7 separate regions of the Mus musculus genome follow, and all the other regions are linked to region 1. Evidence: chromatin contacts called from public HiChIP or PLAC-seq and promoter capture Hi-C data. All regions are on one chromosome and are shown on one strand. Each heading gives the region's core, a stretch centred on a gene start, on an enhancer-like site or on the middle of the called end of the contact. The rest is flanking DNA. Distances are from core to core; before and after follow the strand shown.

Region 1 (4,056 bases), core at 878-3,377:
CTTTGGTGACTCCTTCACCTGCTCCTCCCTCCCATGATTGCTCTTTGAGTCCCTCGGTTCCGGGGCGCATAATCCAGTATTAGTTTACCTGCTCCACTCATTCCCAAGCAATGATCCAAGAATCTGCCACACCCATCTCATACAATACCACTCTGAAATTCCTTCTTCCTCTCTCCTGAACCCTGCTAATCCTTCCACACTCAGCACAAATGCCAACCAGACCCTAAGCTTTCCCCTATCACGTTACCAACAGATTAAATCTACCAGGACTCTGTTTACCTTGGTGAAATTATGTGTCTTCTGAGCATCACAGCAGCAGCTAGTATTATGGGTCACTGGAGAACTTGGAGTCCACACCAGTCAACAGGGTCAACTGCTAGTCTCGAGGAAGCAGGATTTGAATGCACACAGGGAGGCAGCAGTTGGTCACTGGGTATATTCAGCATTCGCAGGACTTCACCCTGTTATGTTTGTCCACTCTAGCCACTAATGAACTTAATGAGAATGGACTGGGTTGCTGCTTTCTTCCCAGACCAGGGGTACATAAAGAACTTCTAGGGGTATACTGAGGGAAAGTAAGTTTAGATCGGCACATATCTTCCCTATATGCACAAGCTAAGAACTCTTTCTACTGGCCTGAGCTCAGAGATCCTTACAGCAGGACGCTGGACACAGGAGGATGTGAGAAGGTAATATTGGTGCAGACTGCCTGAAACCTGCCTGGCCAATGGTAGCTGGAAATATGACCAAGGTACAATCCATACTTTCAGGTGGAGACACCTGAAAGCCAGAAGCTTTGTATTGGTGGCCGGCAGGAACCAAGGGCTCTGGGACACACAGGGCTGGAAGGCTGGGGAGAAGTCAGAGAGGCAGGACAGGGTGTCTTACTGCGGAGACCTGGCAGAGGAGAGCCAGTCAGCAGTTTCTGTATGGCCCATGGAAGGCTTTCTCGGTGTTTGATCCCTGCCGCCAGACAGACCCAACACTGTGAAAGGTCACTTGATTGCAATGGTCTGATAATCTACAGATACGAAGATTCAGGAAAAACTGGTTTGTCCTTTCTGCGTGGGTACTACCCCCACTGAGCTTCCCAAAGTCCTTGCACTGTCAGAAGCTTTCCCCTAGCAGAAAGGGCAGTGATTTTCTAGCCTCAAGACCAGCTCACTCATCTCACCAGCTGGGTGGTCTTCTGCAAGCTCCTTCACCCCTCCTTGTCTGGAGCTGCTTCCTGTAAAGTGGGGTGAACTTGCCCACCGCCCAAATGTTGCTGAGGGGATGTGGGCGGGCCTGGGAAGCTTGTGCTTCCCGCGGATCTGCCCGGTCTTGGCCACCAAGGGCTGTCTCCCAGTTCATGTTCTCTACTACCCAGGAAACCAACCAGACACTGCAGACGTCTGAGCCCAAGAGGAGGGAGGGCCATCTCCTCGGGGAACCTCCCGCCCCTGCGGCTTAAGTGGAGACTCCCACCCAGGCAAGGCAGGCTGCAGTTTGGGGATGGGGAGACGCTGGGGGGTAGATCTGAACTTCAGATCCCGGTTCTCCCGAGTCCTGCTTACCTGCGGCTCCAGCAGCCCGCGCTGCTCGGCACTGCGGGACGCCGGGCGCGCAGCGCGAAACGCGGAGAACACGGGGATGCGGTGGCCAGGACTGTACAGAGTGGCGAAGCGCTCGGAGCCCGCGAAGCGTTGACAGATCCTCACGTGCGCTTCGGTCGCCAGCCCGGCGGGTGGGGTCCCCTTGTAGAAGAAACGGTCGCATTCGCCGAAGCCCGCTTGCTGCGGGAGCAGCAGCCGGGCCTGCAACAGCCCTGCCAGGGCCAGGAGGCCGCCCAGCGCCAGCCAGCGCGCACAGCCCATGGCGGCCTCTGCGCGGCCGGGCGCCGCTAGAGCAGGGAAGTCCGCGGTGAGCCTCTCTGGCGGGGCGGCTCTGGGCCAAGGCCGCGCCCCTTCTCCGCCTCCACCCCGAAGATGGCTGCAGTGCTCAGCCGCGGCTTTCTGCGGCTGCACCCACCCCTGGAGACCGGACACCTGCCGCGGCGCTGCTGTGTGCCAGAGCTCCCCCTCCGCGCTGGACTGGCTTAGCCCAAGGGGCTGTCCCCAGGGCTGGCGCTGAGAAGTCGGACCTTGCGTGCACCAGGTTCCTCCGGGATGGGGAGATGTCCACAGAGGAGACGGTGCCTACCCTTCCGCATCAGACCCCAGTTAAGAAACCCTGTTAAAGCCGGGTTTTTGGTAGAGGCAGGGGGATCCGTAAGACCCTGCTAAATAAATAAATAAATAAATAAATAAATAAATAAATAAATAAATAAATAAATAAATAAATACTGATAAAGGAAGTTCTTAGGCAGACAGCACAGCCCGGCCGTGGTTTACTTGGTATGAGCATTAGATATCAAACCGAAACTCAGAAGGGAACAAGACAGCCAACACCCTGTATTCATCCCACTGCTCACATGCCTCTGCACACCCCCACCTTGAATTAGTAGAGTGATAACCGACAAGAGCAGGATCTCTGTTTGGTGAGCCTAGTATTAATTAAAAAACAAGCAAACAAACAAACAAACAAACAAAACATGCTGTTTACGGAATCACTGAAAACCCAGTGTTAATCCACTGCGTGACTCCTACAGGGTTTTAGGATACAGTGAAGGAAGTTGGCCTGAAAAGATGATATCTGAACTGACACCCTGAGGAAGGCAGCCCCAAGCTGGACTTTCCCAGAGGGGAAAAGAATGTGGGAGGGACTTGAGACAGGCTGGTGGAATAAAGAGCAGAGGAATCTGGCTGGGATGTGAGCAGAGTGATTGACTAGGATTAAGAAGCCCAGCCCCGGTTCCCACTCCCAGTAAATAACTAGCTGTGGTGGTGTGCACAGGGACCAGGAGTTCAAAGGCAGAATGGGCTTCTTGGACCCTGACTCAAACTGAAGTAATTAATTTAGTTTAAAAATAAAACTGAGGTCTGGAGCAACAGTATACATTAGGTTAGGGAACTGAGAAGGGCGACTTAGGCTCGTAATTCCGGGACAGAGGTTAAGACCAGCCTGGACTACAAATCAAGACCGTTTCAACAAACAAACAAACAAACAAAATAAATAAATAAAACATCACTGAAAGCTTGGATCTTTCTACCATAACCAGGTTGGGGAGATGGCTTCATGGTCACAGTGACTGCCACGCAAACTTGGCAGCGGGGGTCCAGATATAAGCAAGAGGATCTGTTTGCGTTTGATGCACAGAACCTGAGTTTAAAAAGAAAAGCAGGGCAAGGTGGCACAGACTTGTGATCTCATGTTGGGGGCACAGAAACAGCTAAGTTCTTGGGGCTTGAAGATCAGCTTGGCTTCCTTGGTGAGCGTCAGGTCAGTGAGAGTCAATGTGGACAGCTCTAACACCCAGGACTCTAGCTGTGTACATATCTCTGCCCCACTGCCTCAGACCCACAGTAGGCTTCAGTTTTATCCAAGCCTCCTGTGGGCTGCTGCCAGATATAAACATCTAATGTTGATAATACTGTCGACTTGACTTCCTTGTGCTCATAGCAAAAGACACTGTTTTTGATTTTGCTTTTGATTGCTCACATGTTTACTTTCCAAGGATAAAATTATAAATATTTTGAATTTTATTTTAAAAAATTAAAAATTTCCTTATCTCAAGATTCCAGAGGAAAAACAATTACAGGGTGGGAAGGCTTAGAGCTAATTCAGATATTTGCTGATCGCTCATTCCAGGGGAAGGCTGTCTTAGAAGCATCAAGAATGTTCAAGAATGCTTCCCAGTCTGTCCCTGCTGTCTGCCTGGTCACCCTGAGGCTCTCCCTTTCCACAGACTCTGCTCACAGGCAGGCAGCCCTCATAGTCCAGAGCTTCTGACTCAGGCCTGAGAAAGAGGCAGTGGCTGATGTCAAAGACAATGACATTAGCATACACTTCTGTGGCTTCAGTTTCTAGCCCAAGTTATTTGCAAAGATGAGCTTCCCTTGTCCCCATACCCAGATATTGCACCCTACCACCACACTGAATGAGCTCTTAGGGCTTGCCCTTATCTGTCAAATGTGG
Region 2 (4,056 bases), core at 987-3,486, 980 kb after region 1:
GATATGACTATAGGCAGATGTTATGTAAGCATGTTTTAATTGAATGTTCTCTCAGTGACTCTAACCTGTGTCAAGGAGATATAAAAGTTAACAGGATACTTTTTTTTGGATGACCATTTTTAAAAATCCCTATGGGATAATTATAATGGCTTAAGTACTTAGATTCCTGGGTCTCCTCTTCTATTGCTAAGGCTGGGTGCTGCTGATATCCCCCTTAGACCTTCCTCCTGTCTCTGCAGTGCTGGGATGGAACTCCAGGCTTTGCACATACATGCTCATGTTTCCACTGCACTACAATCCCACTCCTCTTCTCTAGAACTTAAGAGTTTTCTTTAACATGCTCCTATCTAGAGGAATGTGCTCTGTGAAAACTGGTGTCATTTGAAACTCTTTCCAAGTAATTCTGCTATCAACCTGTTCCTAGCACAGCATGCCACGATCTTAACTGAGATGAGTGCACATCTCCCTGGTCTCTTTACAGTGATGAGGCAGGCAAATGTATTACTGGATATTTACTGCTAGCTTGAGCTCAGATGCTGCTAAGGAGCTGTCCTCTATGAATGACCTTCACATATGCATCTCACCTAGACTAGAGACTATTTATATTCATATAGGGATAGCTTTTCCTTTAGCTTTTCATTATTACTCGTCTTTTGTAGACAGGGTCTTAATAACTGAGTGATAGTAGCTATAGTTTTAAAAACTCTTAATGCTCAAATATAACAACTTAAAAATACTGTTTCAATGAGCTGCTTGGGTCACCTGGTAGAAACTACACCCCCACCCCCTTTTTTTTTCTTTTTTTGAGACAGGGTTTCTCTGTATAGCCCTGGCTGTCCTGGAACTCACTCTGTAGACTAGGCTGGCCTCAAACTCAGAAATCCGCCTGCCTCTGCCTCCCGAGTGCTGGGATTAAAGGCGTGCGCCACCATGCCCAGCTTGAAACCATTCCTTTTCACAGAGAATTCTTTATCACAATTGTGGTCAGGACAAGTATGATCTTATTCATCACCTCATCTCTTTTGTCTAAAAAACTGTCTTGCATCTTATAAATAATTCAGCGTGGACTGAACGAGAAAGTGACTAATCCATATACAGTACTACATGGCAGACCCAGTCATGACTTCATCGAAGAACAAATGTCAAACAGTAGTAATTGCTTGAATTGAAAACCTTTTCCGCACTCGGGAGGCAGAGGCAGGTGGATTTCTGAGTTTGAGGCCAGCCTGGTCTACAGAGTGAGTTCCAGGACAGCCAGGGCTACACAGAGAAACCCTGTCTCGGAAAACAAAACAAAACAAAAAAAGCCTTTTCCAATACACTCCACTGAATTCTTAAGAAAATACTCCTGAGGATGGTTGAGGCTCCAAGAGAGGAACATTTTAAGTTGTCCTCCATAGGAGACAAGTATTCCTCCTGCATCTATTAAGTAGAATCCTGTTACCTGGCTTGTTCACTAGTCATTTCTACCCATGTGGACTCTTCAAGTTCTGTGTTTTAAGTGTCCAATAATGATGGACACAGTAGGGCTTATCTTGATAGATTTCCTTCTAAGGATTAGGCAGTATCTGACACACAGTAACCAAAAAATTAATAGATGTGGATGCAAGAGCCATTCATTAGCAAAAGGCAGAAGCCAAGTTTCAAATCCCTTGGGCCTTGTTAACTTTATTCCGTGTAAGGGGGTAATAGCCACCACACGTGGCTGTACTATATGTACGTGTGGCTTAATTACTACCCAACCGCCGAACACATTCTAATGTAAGACTGACGACAACCATTCGCTGCTGTAGGGTTTATTGCCTAGGCTGGTCTTGAACACGAGGCATTTCTCCTGCCTCAGCACTGCCTTGCATGTGCTGGGATTACAGGGTGAACTAACACTCTCGAATGAGACTGCCATTTTTTTCATAGCTTGAGTGTAGGAAGAGTACCAGAAGAGCTACGGGTGGCGGATGCCTCAGAAAGGCCGAGCTCTCTGTAGGGCCGGCCTCGGGGCGGTTTAAAGGGCCGGAAGGTTCGCCAGCCTGCTCGCGGCCAGCCAGAAGAACCCTGGCGGGCCTCCGTCACTCACCTGACAGCGTGTGTGGTCTGGCCTCACGACACACAGGCACCCGCACCCGGCCGGCTACCCAGCAGCCGTTTGGGTACCTGCGGGACAGCCATGACCCGGCTCTCGTCACTTCCGTCATTCAAACGGCCCGCCAATGGCGGGATCGGACGGCGGGAACCAGCTTAGGACCGCCTCCGCAGGGGCCGCCCGGAAGGCCGCGCCGTGCCAAGCCCCCGCCCACCTCCAGCTCGGCGCACGCGCAGCCCCGCCCACGTGCACGCACGCACGCACGCACGCGCAGCTTGCGCAACGGGCCATTATCCCTCTCAACTGTCAGGGTCTTGTCCCACTTGCTCTGTGGTGTTTTGTCGCCGGCAGTCAATCCTGGGTCGGGTTCAGAACATGAAGGAGGATGTGTGGAATCGGCGGAAGACTTGGACCAGGAAGTGCAGTTCACATACTATACTCTGACACCGAGACAACTCAGACTACCTTTATTTATACATCTAGTTTTCCACGTCTCTTTTAAGAACTTCCTATGTTCAACCAAGTGCACACTGTACTTCCTTCTCAGTCGCCACGGTTTCCTGCTAACCCATGAACAGTATCAAGAAAGATGAAATATAGATTGAGCACGTGGCTAATATCTAACCCAGCACATTGATACATAACCAATTGAGGATACAGTACAGAGAGGCGATAAACTACATACCCGAGAAATTCTGATTTAATTATTGACACCTAGCCTGTCCCCTTAGGAAATCTCATTCCTCTAGTGCCCAGGGCAAATTAGTAAACCGAGTCAGTTGCTCATCCTTGCTTGGTGTAACCTCTGAATATTCCTGTTAAGTCTTGGAACCAACAATCCAGAAAGACCTTCTTAAGCTTTTAATACCCATGTAACTATTGTTTGGAACAGCACTGTAGGGCAAATTGTTGGAACTAAGTAACCATAAGGAGAGAACATCTGGATGTTAGCTGGTGTACACAGACTAGGCCCTCTTGTTGACCAACCGCATCATTATTAACAAACACAGGAGTAGTGGTCTATTCCACTTTCATGGCCTCAGAGACAAATAGGAATGAATCACAGTCCAAACTTTCTGATTCTAGAGAAACATCTGTCACAAACAAAGTAAAAGCAAATACTTCCAATAACAAAGTCAAACACACAAATGCAAGGCAAAAGCGAACCAAGCATTCCTTGGGGAAAGGCCAGGAGATTCTGTTCCAATATCCCATAGGTCTTTGCCATGTGGGGACCCAACTCCTCAGGCCTTGCCATAAGGAGATCCATCTGCATTAAACTCATGCACCATTCCCAGCAGAGGCATGTTCACTTGGTCGCAAGTCTGGAAGAAGAGGTGTAGCAAGCACTTTTGGTTCAGTTGCCTGACACCCCTCTGTCATTTGCTGACCTGATGACTGGACAGCTCTACCCAGCTGGCGTCTTGGGCAGAAAGTACTCAAGTGGAAATCTGAGCTTGAGACATGTTCTGTTTTGAATAGGAAACCAGGAGGGATCAGAGCAAGCTCAGTAGGGTGAGAGAGTGTCAGCCTATACATTGTGGGGGAACACTCTCATAGAAGCAGGGGGATGGAGGATGAGATAGGGGTTTTCGGGGGTGGGAGGACTGGGAAAGGAGATAACATTGGAAATTTAAAGAAAATATTCAATAAAAATAAAATTTTTAAAAAATTGCCGCATTTTATTGGTTATATACGAGGGCCAGCCCAATTCAAGTTAGGAGGAAGTTATCTCTATGAGAGATGCTGTGGGCAGCTTAATCCACTGTGGTGTCCTTAGTTATACTTGGCCTGCCCTCTTCCCATGGTCCATGGAGACCCAACGATTAAGGCATGTGAAGGCAGTTTGCATATTTTTTAAAAGTATAAGATTATCTGCTTAGGCTTCTTTCTTAAGAACTTTGCCGTTTGATACAGACCCAGCACCCCAGGTCACAGAGGTATGGCCAAGACCAGGCCATTGCAACCCTCTAGCT
Region 3 (4,056 bases), core at 404-2,903, 950 kb before region 1:
CCCCATGCTACTCTGTGGGCTCCCAATTTCAAGTCCTTTCTGCCCCACCCACTTTCTCTACTGTTCCAATCTTGTTGACAAAAAGCAAATTGTAGGTGTAATAATAGAAGAGAAACATTTGTTTTCTTACTAGGAAAGTGAGTGCTTTATTTGTTTATGGACTTTTGAACTGTGAACTTGCTGTGTAAGAGGCTACTCTCAGGCTTGTGACAATGCCCTGATTCTGCCTCCATGGTCTGGAATTTCAGGTGTCCACCACCTAGTTGGCAGTTCATAATTGATGTGTGAGTTACTTGTTTCTATTATTATTTATATTTGCCAGCCAACTATAAGTATACAGGGATCCTACCCCCCCACACACACACACCACACACACACACCTTTAATCAGTTGATATTAAAATCCATTATGCAAAGAGGTTCATTGAAAAGCATAAAGATAGTTATAATAAATATTAACAATTATGAGTGTTGGCCAGAAATGAGCTAAGCAGTTGAACATTATATCTTCAAAATAATCTGATAGAGTGACTATTTGTTCCCATTGTACAGATAAGGAAACTGAGGCTTAGTGGTTTCAATAAGATGTCCAAAATCCCAGTGGCAACAACTGATCTAAGAACTAAGTCAAGCCTGACACCGCTGTCGATGTTTTCCACTGAGTCTATGAAAATGTCCTGCTGGACTTTTAGCAGTCATCACCGGCCCTCTTCCTGTCTGACTCAATAGTCAAAGCCTCTGGGGTCGTGAACCCTCTTATGATGTCACCTGATACAGAGATCCTCCCTTTCTCCAGTCTCTTATCTTGCTTTTGCTGACTTCCCTTCCAGCCTTTGCGCTGTGTGCACTAAAACTCTTTCCATTGTAAATAAATGTTCTCACACCCTGTTCCGTGGTCTGCTTCACCTCCAGGCTCCAGTGCAATGGTGATTCCCTATGAAGAACATAGCTTTCCTTCCATTGCTCTCAAAGAAAATAGTGAACTGGAAACAGAATTAGGAACTGGTATTTATCTTAACCTAGCCCCAAACTGCATATCCCATCCTCTCCTTCACTCTCTGAATTCATATCTGTGTGTTGAGACCCTCTGACAAAAGGAAGGCAGCAATTTCTTAAGTAAGGCAGTCCCTGGGACAGTCTCAGCTGATTGGATGACTCCCCTGGGAGCCTGGAATGGTGGCAAGGAGCTTCAAGATAGATTCCTCAAAGGTATATGGTAGACTTCAGAGTTTGATTGCCATGTATTTATGTGTCTGACTGTCTATGTGCCAGTGTGTTTGTGTGTATATGCATGTGTGTGTATGTTTGTGTTTGTGTGTGTGTGTGTATATATATATGTGTGTGCTGTGTGTATGTGTGTGGGTGAATATATGCATATGTATGTATGGGTATGTGTGTTGTGTGTGTATGTTTATCTGTGTGTATCTGTGGGTATGTGTGGATATGTGTGGTGATATGAGTAGGTATGGGCCTCATAGATTCATGTACTCGGATGATCATACAGAGTAGCACTATTAGGAGGTGTGGCCTTGTTGGAGGAAGTGTGTCACTGCAGGGGGCATACTTTGAAGTCTCATATGCTCAAGTTCCATCCAGTATGGATCACAGTCTCCACTGTCTCCTCTGCCTGCTGATCAACACATAGAATTCTCAGCCCCTTCTCCAGCATCATGTCTGCCCAAGTGCTACCTACCATGTCAACGGACTAAACCTCTGAAAATGTAAACCAGCCCTAATGATAAGCTTTCCTTTATAAGAGTTGCTGTGGTCATGGTGTCTCTTCACAACAATAAAAACCCTAAATAAGATGCTATGTATATATGTTTGTGGTGTGTGTTTGTGTGTGTGTTTCTCTGTGTGTATGTGTGTACATGTATTGTGTGTATATGTACATGTGTGCACATATGCACACATATGGACAACAGCCCTCCACCTCAGGTGTCTTCTTCCCAAATCCTTTTCTACCTTGTTATTTAAAGCAGGTTTTGGTATAGATACTTGTGTCATACCCAGTTTTTCTATGGGCATGCTAGTTGTCTTCATGGCAAGTATGCTACCCACTGAGCCACCTCCCAGCCCCTGGGTTGCTCATTAACACACCCTGCAGTGCCAGTGCCAGTGCCAGTGCCAGTGCCAGTGCCATCAGCCTCTCCCCGGTGCATTTAGCAGGGCATTTCTGGCATCGCCTCCAGGCCCACTACTTGGATCCAGCCTCTCACAGCCCACTTCTGACATCAAAGCCAAAACAAGAGAGAAAGGGCATTAAGAAGCCAGGGAACAGAAGTAGGTTGATGTGGATATCATTTTCTAATTGTTTTGGGCTTCGCCAGACTTTCTTATAACCTCGCAAGCTGCCTGCACCCCCATGCCATCCATGAAATGTGCAGTTGCAGCTCCCTTGCTTTGGTGACCTTTGTCCTAGCTATCATGTTTGTGTCCCTTCACACTTTCCCATCTTGCCTAGGCCTTTCTTCTTCCCAACTTTGGCCATCTTCAGCCCAGATAAACACTGCCAAAAGAAATCCTTACAACATTCAACCTACGATCTCCTCGTCCACAGTCATAGCATCACCTCAAGGTGCCCAGTGCTCAAAGGCCCAGTCCGATATTCTAGTATTTCATCTCTCTCTGCTTTTGTCTGTCTGTCCATCTTTCTTCCTTCCTTCCTTTCTTCCTTTTTTGTTTCTTTTCTTTGTTGTAATTTTGAACTAGGGTCTCACTGTGTTCTCCAGAAGCCCCTGTTCCTCCATTATAGACATCACCCATCTTAACTTCATGTAATTTTTCATTCTTCCCTTCTCTTCTTAGCAGTAAATCCCGTTTTCCCCAGACCTGAAAACTAGCAGAGGAATTGCCTTTCCTTGCACTTTCCCTTGCACTTTTCTGAACCAGCGTCAGCTTGTGTTCTGGTGAGCAATGAAGTGTCAGGCCAGTGGAATCCTCTAAAAGTTGCACAGAAATAAGGCACATGGCTAAAGACACAGAGATTAGACTAGCAGGACAAATGGGTATTATCTGAACACACCAAATATAAAAAAAAAAAAAAACCCAAACATTTTAGGAAAATAAAACCCACAGGACATGGTGACACATGCCTTTAATCTCAACAATTAGGAGGCACAGATCTCTGAGTTCTAGGCCAGCCTGGTTTACAAAGTTTCCGGATACCCAAAACTATACAGTGAGACTCTACTTCAAAATCGCAAAAGAAAGAAAGAAGGAAAGAAGGAGAGAAAGAGAAAGAAAGGAATAAAGAAAGGAAAAGCCTTATTGTTTGTACAATTATTAATGTACAAATTGGCAATAATAGAGAAAATTTGAAACATTTATCTTCCTTTCTTTCAGCATCACTGTTTCCATGTATACAAGCATTCCAGAGAAGTAGAAAATTCTTTACAAATGATTTTTAGGATCTAAAAATAGAGGGAAGAGGTTTTTTTTTTCTTAATCATCATCTTATAACCACTAACAAAACAGCTAATTTAGGCAAAGCCATGAATTGTATTACAGGGTTTTGTTTGTCTATTATCTTTCCATGAACGTAGGGACTCACACACACTAGGCAAGTGCTCTACCATCGAGCTTTGTCCCATCAATCATCAGGGAATTAATCCAGGAGATGAAACCTTATACATTTGGCTTCAGAGGCTGGCTTGAAACTTGTTACATAGTTGAGGATGGCATTGAACTTCTAATTCTCCCGTCTCTGCCTCCCCAATAACTTGGGTCACAAGTTTGTGTCACCATGCTCAGTTTATAAGTGCTGGGATCAAACCCAGAGCTTCATGCATGATAGGCAAACATGGCAAGTCAAGCTACAATCCCAGGCCTAAGTTAAATTGATTGAAAACACCTGTAGAGTTTTTATTCTCCCCATCTTCCCTTCTCTAGTCTGGGTCCAACCCAGCCTCAAGCTTTGCCCTAAATACTCAAGTCAGCAGCTAACTGCGCCTGTCATGTGTACAGACACTGTGTGTACCACTCTCTGTAGACACTCGCTGCTTTGAGTGGTCAGCAGGGAGCCACAGTGAGGATTCAGACTATATCATGACTCTTG
Region 4 (4,056 bases), core at 575-3,074, 920 kb after region 1:
GCTACCACCGCCCAGCAATATCCCTAATTTTATACTTTCTACTTTCTTAAAAGAAAATCAGTTTGTTTTATATTCCTACCAAAATAGAGACAAAGTCTAACCATGGGACTCTCCAGACCGAATAACTGGTTTAGAAATGTACGTTTGTGTAGATGACGGCAGGGGAGAACACGTGTGTGCAGAGGTTGGAGTTGGAATTAGGAGCCAAAGGGAATGGTTTCCATCGATAGTCAGAGCTGCTCCAGCACAGCTTCCAGCCAGATGAAGGCAGATATTTACTTTCCTGATGTAAGTGGTGGGAGCCAATGGCTCAGACACAGGGTAGAGAAACGTGCAGGGGGAGAAACGACACGGAAAGCAACAGGCTAACGGTGACAATCATGCTGAGTGTCATGATTAAGGCCATCCTGTATTCAGAAATTGTCAGGCCCTTTAAAGTCCCTCAAAATTCTCAAATCCATGACAGACATATTGTACTTCTTACTGTACAGAAAAGGAAACAAAATTTATTCAAGATCATTCAGTTGTTACATGGCAGAAACAGGATTCAAAAGCAGGTTCAAGCCAGGCATGGTGGTGCACATGTTTAGCTCCAGCACTGGAGGCAGAGGGCTGTAAAGGCAAGAGGTTCTCTGTGAGGTTAAAGCCAGCCTGGTTTACAAATCAAGTTCCAGGATCGTCAGGGCTACATAAAGAGACATGTGTCAAACAACAGCAGCAACAACAACAAACTCAAAGGCAGGTCTGTAAATCCAGAATGCACCCCACCCTAAGCTGAATCAGCAGTGAAGAAATGGCCCCTTTGGCTGACACCAGGAAGACTTCAGAATAATCCTGCAGCACCAGGAGAAGTGCCCATCTTCCACCTAGAGGGGACTTCTCTCTTCCAAATATATTGCACACAATATATTGCTAATTATTAGGTACTTATGATATACCACACTTTTACGATATACTAGACTAGTAGGGTTCAAGCACAAGGCTGGCTTTACAGCTTTGCAAATAGTTCATTCAGTCACATAGGACCCTATATTCATACTGATCTAACCACACACACAGGTCTTTGTTTGCTTTTTTTGTTTTTATTTTTTTTTCTCCGTGGTGCCATGTACACTAGGCAAGCTCTCTATAATCCAGTTATATCTCTAGGCCAACAACTTTACATTTGAAATGTGTTTGTCTATGAGAACTCAAGGGATAGTAATATCTGCCCTCTCACCACAGATCTTGTCACGCACTCAATAAGGTGTTTGTAATGTTCCCTTACAACTTAGTCCTAGTGGACCTGCATGGGTGCAAAGCCAGAGTCAATGCTGCAGGATTCCACAGACTGTTGGACAGTGTGTGCAGGGGTCAAAAAGTAGAAGGTGCCGGGCGTGGTGGCGCACGCCTTTAATCCCAGCACTCGGGAGGCAGAGGCAGGTGGATTTCTGAGTTCGAGGCCAGCCGGGTCTACAAAGTGCCTTCCAGGACAGCCAGGGCTACACAGAGAAGCCCTGTCTCGAAAACCAAAAAAAAAAAAAAAAAAAAGTAGGAGGCAAGTGAGGACACAGGGACAGTACAGAAATCCATAACACATGCCACCCTTAGTCTGACAGAGAGCTTGGCACACTGCGGGCTCAGTCACCACAACAAATCGACGCTCACCTGGCCCGCAGTGTCCTCCCACTTGCAGGAAGGCCTTCTTTCCACTCAGGTTCGAACACAGGTTTAGTCTCCTGCCAGTCTTTTCTGATAGCTCTAGGCCAAGGGAGAGCCGGGGTACCGCCCCTCCCGGAGGCCCGCCCACCACACGCACAGCCACGCCCACCAACGTGTACTCACGCGAGATTTCGTCCTTGTCCTAGTCCGGCTGCTGGGCGCCGGGAGCGCTCTTTTCGACGCGGCGGAAGAGGTAAGCGGTTGTTCACTGTGGCCGCTCAGGTCTGCTGCGGGCGACGGGGCCGCAGGGCGGGGTTCTTTGGGCTGCGGTCCGCGCGGAAACGGCGCTCTTGTAGGGCCAGAGCAGCGGGCCGGAATCCCGCCATCCGCAGGCCGCACGAGGCTCCGGGTCGCTGTTGGGAGAGGCCGAGGTGTTCTGGGCCTGGAGGGCGTTTTTAGTGCCGTGTAAGGGGTCGCGTGCTGCCTGCGCACATCTCTTAGGTTACGTTCCGAAAGGGTCTTGCAGCGGGCCCACGGCGCATAGTCGACGCAGCTCACCACGTGGCCTCCAAAGCTTGTAGTCTCGGAACTGTAAAGTAGCGTACAGGTGGGAGTGATTCCTAGGAATTATCTTTGATTTACTCACAGGCATATCGTTGGGGCGACCGGGTCAACCTTAAATTTCAGTTTTGGTGGGTTAATTTAAAAAAGCAATTCATGTAGCGGGCATTTTGCAATCTAAGGTCGTAGTCACCCTGTTTTTCTTATCCTCGAAAGTTGTGATTATTTTTAGTTCTAGGATTTTGTGTAGCCTAGGAAAACTGTAGTCTTTTCTCCTTTAGTACATATGGCCGTTTTGCCTGCCTAATATTTCTACACCACGTGCACGCAGTGCTCACAGAGCCCAGAAGAGGACATCGAATCTCTTAGGACTGCTTACAGCTATTTTTAGGCTGGCATGTGAGTTCTGGGAGTCTCATCTTAGTCCATTGACAGTATTCTATTCATTTCTTTTTTGGGGGGGGAGGTTTCGAGACAGGGTTTCTCTTTATAGCCCTGGCTGTCCAGGAACTCACTTTTTAGACCAGGCTGGCCTCGAACTCAGAAATCCTGCCTCTGCCTCCCGAGTGCTGGGATTAAAGGCGTGCGCCACCACGCCCGGCCATTGACAGTATACTTAACTGCTAGGCTATCGTCTCAGCCATAATCTAAAGGTTCTTTTACACGTTGTTAGGATTACAGGCCTGTGACCATTTGATCAGTAGTGATTTTTGAGCCACTATCGCCATATCCCAACTACCCGAACTCTGTTTCAGTGTCGAGTTCGCAGCCCAGATTGGAATTAGAAATGCTACTGTGAGGCTAGGTGGTGGTTAAAGCCATGTCGGGTTTTGGGGGTAGATTTAGTGAGAAAACAAACTGCATTGGAATGTGGCTTCTTGTTTTCACTCACATATTTAAAGAAAACTATGCCATATGTGTGAGGGTACTCTGGAAGACAAAAGATCACTAACAGGGAGCTGGAGTTAACAGGAGATTGTGAGCAACCCGATGTGGATACTGGAAACAAGCCCACTCAGAGGCTTTAAAGTAGATATAAAATGTACTATCCATAGGGATTTTACAGAAATTCACACAGTGGGAAGGAGTATGCTGAACTTAGACTGCTGGTACATCATTGAAATCTGTGATTGCAGAAAATTGGGAAAGGCCGCGAAAAGTGATGGCTCAATCAGAAGTGAATTCTGTCTGTGTGGCATCGGATAGAGCTGGAGATACTGGAGACCAAAGGTAAGGTAGCTTTTGTGGGTAAACTAGAGATTCAGTCCAAATGTTCAATTTATTTTTGAGACATCTCAGTAGATAGAGCCATGGCTGCCCTCACCCAGGTAATCCTGCCCATCTACCTCTCAAGAGTTGGGATTAAAGGCATGTTACCACACCCTGCACTCCAGCAAGTTATTTGTAATGCTTGTACTTAAAATAGATAGAGAGAACCTCAATTAGCATTTATATTAGCTTGACAGTTTGATTAAAACTGTATAATTCTACCAACCTGAACATGTAGGAATGGAACATAGTTTATTTTTTCCAAGAAAACTACATTTGGGGGGCTAGTTCTGGTTTTATTGGCCCATTTTTGTTTAGTAGGTAGATAGTGGAAGCTTTAGTGATTAAGTGGTGCTTTTGAAAGTTAAAACTGAACATTTTAACCAACTGTCTTGTTTTAGATATAATAGTAAGTACTAGTGGTTAACTGGTACTGAATCTATTCTAAAATGCTGGGTATGATTTTAGGGGGTTGATCTTTGAAGAAATGCACTTTGAAATTTTAACATGGTTTTTAGGTTTGTCATGCTTTTGTCTGGTGTTCTAAGGGCAGTAAAGGCTGTTGGAGCTGTGAACTGAAGGAAT
Region 5 (4,056 bases), core at 628-3,127, 900 kb after region 1:
CCATCCCCACAAAAGCCTTTAAAATAACCTGTTTCCTTCCAACATTTAGAACTTGAACTTCCAACATTCCTGAACTATAAAACAACAGGCAAAGCCCCAAATGGCCTACAACACCAGCATTACCATTGGCTGCACGAATAGACCTTCCCCCCACCCCACCCCCCCACCCCTGAGACAGGGTTTTGGGATTAAAGGCATGAGCCAACACTGCTCAGCTATACCTTTCTTTTAACCAATTTTTTTGTTTCGTTTTTGTTTTTGTTTCTCTGTGTAGCCCTGGCTGTCCCGGAACTCACTTTGTAGACCAGGCTGGCCTTGACCTCAGAAATCGGCCTGTCTCTCTGCCTCCCGAGTGCCCGGCTTCTTTTAATCAATTTTTAATAAATGCTCACTCTAAGGAGTTCATGATAAAGGATCAGGGAGTGAAAGTCAAAAGTTTTCTTTTAATCTTAGGCCTAACTCTCCTCCCTCCTGAGACATATCTCAACCCAGCATACAGGAACTAGTCACTCTTTCACACACCACAAGATATTTGGAAGCCAGGAGGCATGCCATTTAAGCCTGTCCCTTAATAGACAGGTCAAATGTTCCTAATGACATCAGTACTGGATCTTAATACATACCTGTGCTCTATAGTTCTTTCTGTGGGTGGGGGATTTCATGGATCAAATGTGATACACATTTAGAATTTTGCATTTAAAACTACTGAGCTGGCATGCCTTTCCAACACTGGATAATGACAATGTTGGGCTTGTTTAAGATTTAAAAAAAAAAAAAAAAAAAAAGATTTATTTATTTATTTAATGGATGTAAGTACAATGACGCTGTCTTCAGACACACCAGAAAGAAGGGGGCATCGGATTCCATTACAGATGGTTGTGAACCACCATGTGGTTGCTGGAAATTCAACTCAGGACCTCTGGAAGAGCAATCAGTACTCTTAACTGCTGGGCCATCTCTTCAGTCCCAGGTGTTTTAACTTTCTGTCAAATTTATGAAAACTACATTTAAATTTTTCTTTATTTATTGAGATGGTGTCTATTTGCTCATGTTTTTCATTAATCTGACTGCCTCTGCCTGGCGAATTACCACACTAAACACGAACATCCTCACTTAAACCGATTCTGTCACATCACTAAATCGAAAACTGTGGTTTCAAATTTTGGTTTTTTTTGATAATAAGGAGAATCCAAAGTCTAGTCTGGTTGCTTCTCCAAACTCCCCCTCTTCAGTTTTGTTTTCTTGTAATTCATTCACCTCAAAGTTTCAGTGGTCATTTTAAGTATCACCTGTTTCCACCTAAAATCACCCCCAAAAGCTTTCAGCTGTTCTTTATTAAAAAAAAAAAAAAAAAAAAAAAAAAAAGCGAATGCCTCTTCTCCTGGCCTGAACAGGACCCCGAGTCCCGACCGGGTCGGCCTTCCCACTGCTGTCAATACTTCTCAAGGCCACCCACCACAAAACACAGTTTACCCTAGGGGAGACCCTGGGATAGAACCAGCAACGAGGGCGAAGCCTCACCCTCCTCGTCGTCCTGGTCGGCTCCCGCGCCCCCCCAGTCCGGCGCATCGCCGTCAGGCCCTGCCGCCTCCTCCTCCTCAGAGCCAGAGCCCTGGCTGAAGTCGATGCGCTGTGCCAGGCGCGCCAGGTTCTGCGACATGGACAGCGGCTGCAGGTACGTCTCGGTGCCATCAAGGCCCACCTCCTGCACCTGCTTCTCGCAGGCCGACTCGATGCTGATGCGCACGGCTCGCACGCCCGACATGCTGGCGGCGGCCTGAGGGCGACTCGCCGGAGACTCAGAGTACAGCACCGACACGGAAGGCTGGAACAAGCTTCCCGCAAGCCCGACGCGGCGGCCGGGAGGAAGCAAACTACCCACTGCTGCCCCACAATCCTCCGCGCAGCGTCTCGCGGAACACTATGAGCATGCGCGAAGGGCCAGCTGCCCGGACATTTCCTGTAGGTTGCACGTGAGAGCCAGGAACTTCCGGCTGACCGGGCTCAGCCGCTGCAGTGCAAGTGGAGTGGGCTGGGTTTATGTAGATACGCTGGGCGTTGTAGTTTGTTTGTTTGTTTGTTTGTTTGTTTAATTGGTTGCTTGGTTTTTGAAATAGCTTTCTTGCTGGCCTGATTAATTTGTTGATTAGTTATTGAGACACGCAGCTTTTTTGTTAGTTGGTTAGTTATTTGATTTTTGAGACACGCAGCACACACACCAGCACTCCCGCTGATTCGGTCTGGGAGCCCGTCCGTGGGATGAGTCCACTCACTTTCCGGGTAGGTTTTCACTTCCTAGTTAAACCTCTCTGGGAACATACTCCCAGAGGTGTTTCCCCTAGGTGACTTTACATTCGTGAAGTTAACGATGAAGACGTACGTAAGGGCTTTACATTTATGTAAGCACTCACAAAGACTGTCGACGGTAGTTAACTATAATTCGCAGCTGTTTGAGTCTCTCTGTTGATGGAGCTGCCTCCAGCAAAGAAGACCGAGTCAAACAGCTAGCAGGACTACCATCCAAACTGCACCAGCTGTCTTAAACACTCCAAGAACACTCAGATATGCCTACACGAAAGATTGCAACTGATTGTCCTGGCCCAGTAAGCACAGCTTGGGCCAGGGCTTTGTGCAGACCTGTGACTGGTGGCTTAATGATAAATGGAGGACTATGCTATCTCTCCAGACATGCAGCCACCCTTACACGCATACACTCACACATTCACAGACATGTACACATATAAACAAAAGACACCGGTGTTTAGCCAAACAAATGGCTGTGATTGGCCCAAATACCCCGTCTTGGGTTGTATGAGCAGGCTACTCCTCAGGTGGTCCACCAAGAGGCACTCTCCTTTCCTCATGGTGTTAGGATGTCATGTCCAGCAATGTCTTTCACTGAGTGGCCTTTCTTACTTTCAGCCTGCAGGCTGCACCAGAAAAAGCAAGGAACATTAGCTGGTTGGCAACAGTGCCCCACAGCTTGATAGGTACTAACCCCTATACTTCTGTCCAGCCATTTCGTTTTCTGTTTGTTTGTTTTAAGAGTTTCTCTGTGTAGCCCTGGCTGTCTTGGAACTCACTCTGTAGACTAGGCTGGCCTTTGATACCACTTTGAGTCTAATCTTGGGCTCCTGAACAACCTTGCCTTGTCTAGAAATCATTTGTCAAGTCCTTGGGCCCTGGCTTCCCACAATGAAGTGTAGATGGAGGCGTTAGCATAGCTGTCTGACAGCTGAAGAATCTATAGCCTGCAGAAGCCTCTGACTTACTATTGACAATGTCCACAGGCCTGTATCCCGCTGGTAGTGCTGGTGCAGCCACTAAAGCTTTGGAGATTCCATCTCCTGGAGGAGATGCTTCCTGGGTGACCCTAGTTGGGCCCAGTGTTTAGAGTCGGAACAGCCCACCAGGTGCCCTGGCTCTCAAACACTTCTCTACAGTGCACCTCTCACCCTGCCCCCCAACACTGTCACCACTCATTGCTGTCTGACACGGAGGAGAACAAGCTTGCCTACCCAGGGTTTCCATCAGGGCAGAGCAGAGAGCACTTAGCCAGTTGAACACTGAAGAGTACCAATTCTTTCACTTGGCAGTCCAATGTCTGCAGGTAAACGTGTGTCTCCGTGTGTCTGTTCTTCCCATGCACGTGTAGGTGCCATGGAATTGCTGGCGCTGTAGTTACAGTCAGTTGGGAGCTGCCTGATGTGGGAGGCAGGGAATAGACTTGGGTCCTCTGGAAGACCTGCAAGCACTGCAGAGCCATCTTCCCAACTCCTGAGTCTACTTCTGATGCTTGACTGCAGGCGGCCTTTAATCCTACATTTGATAAATCAAGAGCACTCGAATGCTCCATTGATGTCTGGGGGAAATTCAAAGCTCGTGCAGGAACTAGTAAAGCCAGTCTCTCCTTATTTTGTCAGGCCATTTTTTTCAGACAGGCCTAGTAGCTCTCCTGATCTCTCTAGAAACCTTCCTTACATCATGATTAGCACCTTGTAGGTATGTGATTTCATTAGTCTTGATATTTGAATCAAACAAGGAAGTGAGTCCATC
Region 6 (4,056 bases), core at 1,132-3,631, 660 kb after region 1:
CTCACAGGTAGAGAGAGGGCCATGCCTCAGAAATCTCCCTATCCCCCAGAGAGCACAGCAAGGCTTGCACACAGCAGAAGCAGACCCTTGCTGGCTGAACCCACTTTTCATGCCTCCCCCCACGATGCCTTCCACACAGCACATCCATCCGGCCCTGCACATCAGGTGCCTCAGAAGCCCATCCAGTCAAGGGACTTTACAGACAGTGATCAGCTCTTCCCTGTCGTCCCTCTGCCTGCACCAGGTGTCCAAGACTTGCTTCTTCAGCACAGGGACATTTATTCTTGGGGACTTGATGCCTGGCATCTGGTTCAGTCCACAGCTAGAAGGCAGAAACTATCATTGGGACCTGGTTTTCCTTTCATCCCAAGAACCAGGAACATAGAAAACTAACTTTGCACCATTACTTCAGCAACTTTCTGCCACCCTGACCAACTCAGCCATACATGGTACAGACTACACACGCCAGGCCTTTCCTAACCAAGCTTACCTCAATTCCAGGTCCCACCAGCCTGCTCATGCAGGAATACCCTCTTCTCTCCAAGGTCTGTTAGAATCTAGGTGCCAAGCAGCTTTCTGTAGCCCCTCCCTCATCCCTCAGGGGACCCATCTTCCTTCCTCCGCTCACCCCTCATCCATGCAGAAGCCCTCTCACCTGCATGCCCCAGGGCAGGTCCAGCTCTCCCCTCCTCCTACATCCAGAAGCCCCTCCTACATCCAGAAGCCCCTCCTACATCCAGAAGCCCCTCCTACATCCAGAAGCCCCTCCTACATCCAGAAGCCCCTCCTACATCCAGAAGCCCCTCCTACATCCAGAAGCCCCTCCTACATCCAGAAGCTATGTGCCCTCACTATGACTCACTGAATGCTGCTGTCAGCCTGTCTGTCAACAGCCTCCCAATCCCAGGTGAGTGAGCATGTGCTTTCTGTAGTAATCTGACCCAGGCCCATATACCCTCAGCTTCCCAGAGGAAGCCCTCTACTCTTGGCTGACACAGCGCTTTGAGCTTCCTTTCGGGGAACATGTAAGTCTCATCTCAAAATCTTGAACAGTCTCATCTGGGGCTACCCACACCTGACACAGGTGTTCCTCCAGGTCCTGCCCCACCTGCTATGCTACTTAGCTGCAATTCACACCCTCACTCAGGTTATAAAAGTTAGGATAAATAGGACCACTCACTCTGCATCATGATCTTGCCCACAACGCTAGCCTTTGGAATTGCACTAAACTATTAGGGCGAAATGAGAGCTTATATGAAGGGGATTGGGTCATTTCTTCATCTTTCATTCATTGCAAGGCTTAGGTTGAGGACGTCTCCTGCCTCCAGGGGCAGTTAATCCCCAGCACACATAACCCTAAGACAGAACTCAAGTATCATTTAAAGGCAAGACAGTGAAACAGCACCCTGTATGTGGAACGCTTGTCTTTACATCCTCCCTGGACCCACTCAGGAAATTATAGGTGACTGTACAATTACTGGAGAGAGGAGTAGGGAGAGCAGTTTTTGGCACGTCTCGCAGCAACAGGCTGAATGTAACTCCAAGCCACAATAATGAGGCGCAGGAGACAAAGGAACTGGAAAGAGGATACTAGGAAAGTCAACAGAGGTACCCAGGTTACACATGGACGAATAATGCTTCAGAATCGCTACATTAGGAGGGGCGTGCGGAAATGCCAGCTGCGTGCGGTGAAATTTCTCAGCAACCAACCTCAGACAATGCCAGCCTAGCCCAGACTGCCCCTGCGCCCCTGGCCTCACCGATGGAGATCTCCTGAGCGAAGGCCAGCGAGATGAGCAGCAGAGGTAGACCCACGGCAATACATGTGACCATCTTGTCCACCGCCAGCTCCAGTCGCAGCCCCTTGAACTTGGGCTCGGTGGGCTCCTTCAGCAAGAAGTCCGAGAACACATACTCCGTGGCCAAGTGGGCGATGGCCATGGTCAAGGCGCACCGGGTGCCGCGGGACGGGCAGCCGAGGGCAGGCGCCGGTGCTGCCGGCAGCCGGGGCGAGACGCCGAATCCGCGCGGTCACCGACCGGGCGCGCGGCTTCCGCTTTCCCTTCCCGGGCTCCCGGGCGGGCCCAGCATTGTACCGCCTTGGCTGTCGCTGCACCTACCCCGCAGGGACCGCACGGGAGCTGCAGCTGCCTGGGACCGCCCCAAGCAACGCAGGGTGCACGAGCCCCGGAGCTCCGGCGGTAGCAATCACTCCCGTGCTAAGCCCCCGCGGGCCCGGCGCGCGCGACACCAGGACTCCCTCCGGCCACTCCGAGCGCGCAGGGGCAACAACGTGCCGGGAACAAAGCTCTTCGCTACAGCTGCCCGCGCCCGCCCTGCGCGCTCGGCTACAGAACCGAGCTCTTCCGGAACCTACGCGGGGAAAACCGGGTTCCCAGGGGCGAGCAGTTTCCGGAAGCGCGCTGACGCGGGCGAGGTGGGCGCGGCTGCACAAGACCCTAGAGCCGTGTGTGTGTGGTTTTGCACTCCTTTCTGCTGACAGCCTCCCTCCCCGGAGCACGAGCTAGCCCCTTTCTAAGCCTTGTCCACCATTGAGAGCGTTGATGCTGAAGATGAACCAATGTCTTGTGCAACTCTGCACGCTAGACAAGCGCTTCAACCACAGCGCCACACTCCAGGGTGCAATCCGGGTTCTGTTCAAAACAAAACAACAACAACAACAACAACAAAAAAAAAAACCTTCAAAAACAACGGGTGTCAGAAAAAGGTCGAGATAATCTTGCGGTGATGACCGAAAGTATATTGTAGAGAGGGCCTGCATCTTTCCAGAGTTCTGTAAGGGGAGGGCATGCCCAGCCCTTTGCCCTTTCCTCTACCTTCCTGTCTAAAGCAGTAGTCATGGTTCCTGAGGCGCCAACTGCTGTGTATGTGGTGTTGGTGAGCTCCTTCTGAATACCTCACCTACAGTAGACAATGAAGCATCCAAGAAATGTTCCAACCATTTACGGCAAACGGCCTTGGAAGGTGAATGTGCCAAGCATAGACGCCTTCCCTGGGCTGTGTACATCAGCGGGGTCTGAGTAGGGTAACTCCAAGGCCCACATACTGGACCTCTAAAGACCATCAGAGACCTTCGCAGTCCTGTGCTGACAATGCTTCACACAATCCTTTCTCAGACCTCAACTACTGTCTTCTACCTTTCCCAAACCATTGTTGTTGGTGCTGGCACCCAAAGTAGAAGCCGGGTACTCCATTTTTAGAGTTTCCATCACTCTTGACAGCTGTGCCAACCAATTCTGAATTGATGTGCTTCTCTTTTCTAAATATGGCAGACTTGACCGTTCCCCACCTGCACAGCCAGCAACCAGCACCCAATTTACCCACCCATCCCTAACTGCTTACAGGAAGGCATCCTCCAGACCCTCCTAATCTTTCTCCAGATGGCTATGGAGTGCTGGGAGATAAAAGTGGTACTTGCATGCTTTAATTAATTTTACTCAGACGGTCCTAAGTGAATCTCTTTCACCTTGAGTGGTTTTTAAGTGACCCAGTTCCCACTCCTGTCTGTTCCTCGAAAGGCATGTGGCATGGGATTGAGGTGACACTGGGTTTCACAGCCTGAGGGGACGAGTCTGTTTGGGGCAGGCAGAACTGTCCTGAGTATTTTCTAGGAACCAGTAAGTCACACACGCAGTTTCTCTTCTCTTTCTGCCAAGATCAACTCATCCAAGAGGAGAAATGGCCCCTTTGAGAAGCCTCGCATGACCCCTCCCCTAGTTGGGATGAGTCAGGCACTCTCTTGGTGCCCCCAGTTCTCTAACACCCAGCTCACTCTGGGCCGGGCCGGTGATAGTGGGTTGCGTATCTGTTCAGTGATCACACATGGACTTCTGAGGCTCTCGGTTGGGTCTCGCAGTAGTTTTATAAACTTCCCCCACCCTGGCAGTTTTGTTCGTTCATTAAAACATCAGTCAAAGACTGATGAGCTTAAGAGAGAATAAAGAGAAGCTGTTGGGAACTGGGAAGAAGAGACGCCTGGCACTGGTGTGGGGTCAATGATGGAAGGTGGGGCCGGAGCATAGTCTGAACTTGTAG
Region 7 (4,056 bases), core at 893-3,392, 630 kb before region 1:
CTTCCTTCCTTCCTTCCTTCCATGTAGGTCCTTAGGGGATGGAGTTCACATCTTCATAGTTGGACAGCAAGCCTTTTACTGAGCCATTACCTGATGCTGAAGTATTCTTAAAAAAATGAGGCATCTGGGGTGTAAAAAAGTCTTAGGTTCATATTTCCTGGCTTTATGACATAACAAGCAATGCGTGAGATAAATAATGCAGTGATTTAAACTTCATCTGAAATTATTCTTTGCTTTTTTATTCTTCTTCATTCCGGTTAGATGTAGAGCTAGAGTGCTTGGGGAAGAAAACCAACAATAACAACAGATCTATTTACTAAGAACTTCCTGTGCAACTGACTGTTAAGAAAAACAACCTGTTCAGTTGTCAGAGATGAACAACAAACATTCAAAGTAAGTTTAGTGACAGAATCAGGATTGCAATGCAGACTTTTCTGGTTGCAACCCCTCTCCATTTGATACTGTTCCATAATAACTAGAGAGGGTCATGCACAAGTTATATTACCAGGAAGCCAGGTTTGTAATAACCAATACAGTGCTAGAAATGGGTCTTTCATTTAAGGGTTCATTCTTCTTCAACATTCATAGTTGGGAAGACACAAGTTGAAGTGTTAGGCGATCATTAGCATTTAAAAAGTCTGATAGAGAAAGAGAAGCAATAGATGCATTCTATCGTGAATCTTACAGATATTTGTGTTTGTCAAAGTGTTTCATTTCACTATTTATTTTCCTGGGCTATCAGAGAGGTGCAATTAAAATCTCTTGAAAAATTTCAGAGATGAAAATAATTGCTTATCATTTATCCTGGTCACCTGGAGATGAACAGATTTTTCTATCACGTGTTCCCAGCTCTGCTTTTCTGTTTTATCACAGGCTCAAAAAACAATGGAGCCAAGTGACCATGGACTGGAATCTTTGAAACCATCAGCCAAAATAAATCTTTCATTGGGAATACTGTAAAGGAAAGCTAGTACACAAATTATTTCCTTGGTTCTATAAATTATGATTGTGTTTTAAAACCAAGTTTTAAATTAAATCTAGTTTGTAAGAACACAATTATATTTATCCTAGCAGGATTTTTTTAAAAGTTTCTTTTATTTACAGAAATAATCTTTGTGTTTTTGCTTTCCAGACGTGTGAGGTGTTTAAGGCAGAGTCACAATTAGAGAAATTCCTCCAGTACTTTCCTTCCTGTGTCCTGAGTAACAGAAAGTCACGGGTATTAACATTCCCTCTTTACCCAGTTTCTGTTCCTTTATCACATTCCATCTCCACACTCCCTTCCTGCTTTGTAAGGGAATATGAAGCAGCACACCGGAGGTAAGTCTGTTCTCCATGTTACATCATGACATTCAGTAGTGTTTTTGTCTAATTCTTTTTGTGATTTTAGCAGCTTCTCCCTCATTCTCACTTCAATACTTACTATGCCTTATAGGTTGGTGTCAATGTGCTTATCAGCTACAGACACACTTTCAAGCCACTTTAACCCATACTTTTGTCACTGGAGGCCTGAAAATTCAACTCCATTCTCACTTTCCTTTGTATAACGCTGTTCAGAGATGGAAATTTCCCTTCCCCTCCCCATTCAGGGTAGCTGTTACTATCTTTCTCCTACAAACCACTTGTTAGTGGTCTGTCATCCTTTAGTTTTCTTTCATTAACAGTTACCATTTATTAAGTTTGTTAGGTTGTTTATATATTGACTACTGTCTGAGTGCTTAAGCAGGCATTGCTTTAGGCGTTTTATATTTATCAATAGTTATTCTGTGAGGTTAATATACTTACACAGAAGGAAGCAGATGTAAATGCAAGGTAACTGGAGGCCGTGGGATCAGTCTGCTTAGCTTCACTGTTACCGTTACAAAATGGGTTCTCACATCACGTATGATCTCACATCACTACTTCTAACCTCACCCTTAAATACCTCACCCCCTCATCCCACAGGCCGCCCACATTCCTCTCATTTTCCTCGAGTCCACCTCTCCCAAGCCGTCACATCTTGTGTTTTCTCTGACATACTAGTGTCCTCTTCCTTCTGGAGATTTTCCTGTTAGCTGACTCTCACTGGGCGGCCAGGCGCATGCGCATCGCTCCGCTTTGTAGCGCCACGGGGCCCGACTCCCGACAGCCCCCGCGCGCAGTGCAGGCTGGGGGAACATGGCCGCTTCCGGTCTCGGAGCCTGCCTGGCGCGGGGCTGACCGCGGCTGCGGCCCCGTGCGCTCCTCCCTCTGCATCTCGCGCCGGCGGCCGCGGAGGGCGCAGCGGCCTCCAGTTTCTCGCGCCATGGAGAAGAGCTCCAGCTGCGAGAGTCTCGGCGCGCAGCTCCCGGCGGCAAGGCTGCCCAGCGAGGACTCACTGTCCAGGTGAGGCCGGGCGTATGGGGACGGAGGCCGGGAGCAAGTGTAGATGGAGACGCCAGGGCGTGCGGGAAGAGAGACTGAGGCTGCTCCTGCGGGAGGGAGGCCGGGGCATGCGGAGGAGAGACCTGGGCCTAGAGAGGCTGGACCCCGAAGAGGGCAAAAGCCGCGGGCATCCCGTGGGTATGGAGAGCCCAGCAGAGCAGTGCTTGCTTCCTCCTCTGGGCCTTTGGTGCGAGAAGTGAAAATACAGTTTCTTTATGGCCACTGCCCCTCTAATTCCCGCTCATTTTCCGGTCCTAGATTTTGCTCCAGTTGTGTTTAAGGACGCAGCGTTTTTTACTTTATCAGGAGTTCAGTTGTCAAGGGCGTGACATTTTCATTCTTGTGCTCTAATCACAGTTTGGGGACCAGCCCATTACCAGACAAGAGGCTTTAGAGGACACTGAGACAAGCGTGCTTAGATTTGAAATGGAGAGGGGACGAAGCCTTCAGAGTCAGCTTCTCAGCTTAAACATCAGTGACATTACCATCACAATATACATTATATGTGGTGTCTGTTTGGAGCATTCTTCAATTAACTGTAGATAACAGCTTTATTATAGAACTTGTCAGTTTAAATTTTAAGCTTAATGTAGGCAGACAGCCACAGATGAATCGAATGTACAGGCAAGGTAGACTGTTATTTCCACTTACTGTGTTAAGTGTTTATCTAAATTATTTCAAGTTTTGTTTTGTTTGTCTACAAAGTACTACAAGCAAGTATTAATGTTTGATTATGATAGCTCAGCTTTTTTCTGCCCGGTCACTCCAAAGTTGTTTGTTTGTTTACAGATGCTCAAATAAATTATCTTATTTGCTTTCATACATTCTACAAAATCATCTTTAATATTTCTCAATGTATCACACAATTTCTTTCACCCAGTAGATTGATAAACGTATTACTATTTAAAAGTGTCTTTGTGTGTGTGTACTTGCATGAGTTCATGTGTACCACAGGCATGGAGGAGTCCAGGAGGTGAGATTCCCTTAAACTGGAGGACAGGTCGGTGTGACCCTCCTGTGGATGCTGGGAACTGAACCCTGGTCCTCTGTCAAAGTAGCAAGTGCTCTCAACTGCTGAGCCATCTCTTCAGCTCTCACTTAAATTACTGTTGAGTTTAGCTATGAGAATTATTTCTACTTGTTGGAGAGTGGAGATTATCTCAGTTTAGGAAAAACTCCAAGTTTATAACTGAAGTTGATAAAGCCCTAATGGTCTCAAATGCTTCTATTATGAGATGAATTTAGTTGAAATACTGTGTTTGAATAATTATTTTCTGGGAGTAACATAAATATGAAAGTAAACATAACTCATTTCAGGGTCCCTTTTTAAGGTTATACACAGTGTTAGAGTTGGAGGAATGGCTTGGGAAGTATAGCTTCTACTAAAAGTGTGGTTTGATGGATTACATGAGAGTCATTTTAGAGATGTTGGTTTAACTTTGCCTTCTGTGTCATATAGATCTGATTTTTTGGCTTGAAAAGACCATTTATTTTTTCTGTATACAACGTTCAGAAATTTCTAATCAACTGTGGTGCACACTGATGGGTGACTCTTGCTTGGCATTGCCCTGTTGAGGCAGTTCCTGGGTACTCGGTACACATATGGCTCCCCTTTGCTAGGTAACATCCTGGTCATCCTGCTGTTTCTATTGT

The links. Promoter capture Hi-C pulls out the DNA fragments that hold promoters and counts their contacts. HiChIP or PLAC-seq counts read pairs in DNA pulled down with a chosen protein or histone mark. Capture Hi-C pulls out chosen DNA fragments and counts their contacts.
Region 2: a promoter capture Hi-C map of pre-B cells shows a contact between it and region 1, with 4 times the contacts expected there. The contact joins the promoter of Cep295 here to the promoter of Endod1 in region 1. A contact is called at or near these places in 2 of 39 promoter capture datasets (liver and pre-B cells) and 1 of 9 other capture datasets (adipose tissue).
Region 3: an H3K27ac HiChIP or PLAC-seq map of microglia shows a contact between it and region 1, with 4 times the contacts expected there. The contact joins the promoter of Phxr4 here to the promoter of Endod1 in region 1.
Region 4: a contact with region 1 is called in a promoter capture Hi-C map of adipose tissue, with 2.2 times the contacts expected there. The contact joins the promoter of Taf1d here to the promoter of Endod1 in region 1. A contact is called at or near these places in 3 of 39 promoter capture datasets (liver and pre-B cells), 1 of 115 datasets of contacts at active chromatin or transcription factors (bone marrow-derived macrophages) and 2 of 9 other capture datasets (adipose tissue and liver).
Region 5: an H3K4me3 HiChIP or PLAC-seq map of bone marrow-derived macrophages shows a contact between it and region 1, with 7 times the contacts expected there. The contact joins the promoter of Med17 here to the promoter of Endod1 in region 1. A contact is called at or near these places in 7 of 39 promoter capture datasets (the C10 cell line, the SN4741 cell line, hematopoietic stem and progenitor cells and 3 more), 1 of 484 Hi-C or Micro-C datasets (pre-B cells), 1 of 115 datasets of contacts at active chromatin or transcription factors (bone marrow-derived macrophages) and 1 of 9 other capture datasets (adipose tissue).
Region 6: a contact with region 1 is called in a promoter capture Hi-C map of adipose tissue, with 2.9 times the contacts expected there. The contact joins the promoter of Panx1 here to the promoter of Endod1 in region 1. A contact is called at or near these places in 3 of 39 promoter capture datasets (hippocampal neurons, liver and pre-B cells) and 2 of 9 other capture datasets (adipose tissue and liver).
Region 7: a promoter capture Hi-C map of liver shows a contact between it and region 1, with 2.8 times the contacts expected there. The contact joins the promoter of Mtmr2 here to the promoter of Endod1 in region 1. A contact is called at or near these places in 9 of 39 promoter capture datasets (the C10 cell line, cranial neural crest, erythroid cells and 4 more), 6 of 115 datasets of contacts at active chromatin or transcription factors (astrocytes, bone marrow-derived macrophages, craniofacial prominence and 3 more) and 2 of 9 other capture datasets (adipose tissue and liver).

What each region holds. Positions count from the first base shown.
Region 1 is chr9:14,379,115-14,383,170 of GRCm38.p6, forward strand. It overlaps Endod1 (endonuclease domain containing 1), which reads right to left and starts at 2,128. Exons shown (of 2, transcript NM_028013.3): 1 at 1,557-2,128. The coding sequence starts at 1,856.
Region 2 is chr9:15,355,552-15,359,607 of GRCm38.p6, forward strand. It overlaps Cep295 (centrosomal protein 295), which reads right to left and starts at 2,237. Exons shown (of 27, transcript NM_176976.4): 1 at 2,075-2,237. The coding sequence starts at 2,192.
Region 3 is chr9:13,429,708-13,433,763 of GRCm38.p6, forward strand. It overlaps Phxr4 (per-hexamer repeat gene 4), which reads left to right and starts at 1,654. Exons shown (of 1, transcript NR_028271.1): 1 at 1,654-3,044. All of the region lies in intron 1 of Maml2 (mastermind like transcriptional coactivator 2), which reads left to right.
Region 4 is chr9:15,304,390-15,308,445 of GRCm38.p6, forward strand. It overlaps Taf1d (TATA-box binding protein associated factor, RNA polymerase I, D), which reads left to right and starts at 1,825. Exons shown (of 7, transcript NM_029248.2): 1 at 1,825-1,894; 2 at 3,339-3,432. The coding sequence starts at 3,365. 4931406C07Rik (RIKEN cDNA 4931406C07 gene) reads right to left here and starts at 1,778. Exons shown (of 9, transcript NM_001199485.1): 1 at 1,648-1,778.
Region 5 is chr9:15,278,029-15,282,084 of GRCm38.p6, forward strand. It overlaps Med17 (mediator complex subunit 17), which reads right to left and starts at 1,878. Exons shown (of 12, transcript NM_144933.2): 1 at 1,522-1,878. The coding sequence starts at 1,765.
Region 6 is chr9:15,043,097-15,047,152 of GRCm38.p6, forward strand. It overlaps Panx1 (pannexin 1), which reads right to left and starts at 2,382. Exons shown (of 5, transcript NM_019482.2): 1 at 1,761-2,382. The coding sequence starts at 1,941.
Region 7 is chr9:13,747,037-13,751,092 of GRCm38.p6, forward strand. It overlaps Mtmr2 (myotubularin related protein 2), which reads left to right and starts at 2,143. Exons shown (of 15, transcript NM_023858.4): 1 at 2,143-2,364. The coding sequence starts at 2,285. It overlaps Gm39291 (a long non-coding RNA gene), which reads right to left and starts at 2,166. Exons shown (of 3, transcript XR_870544.2): 1 at 1,786-2,166.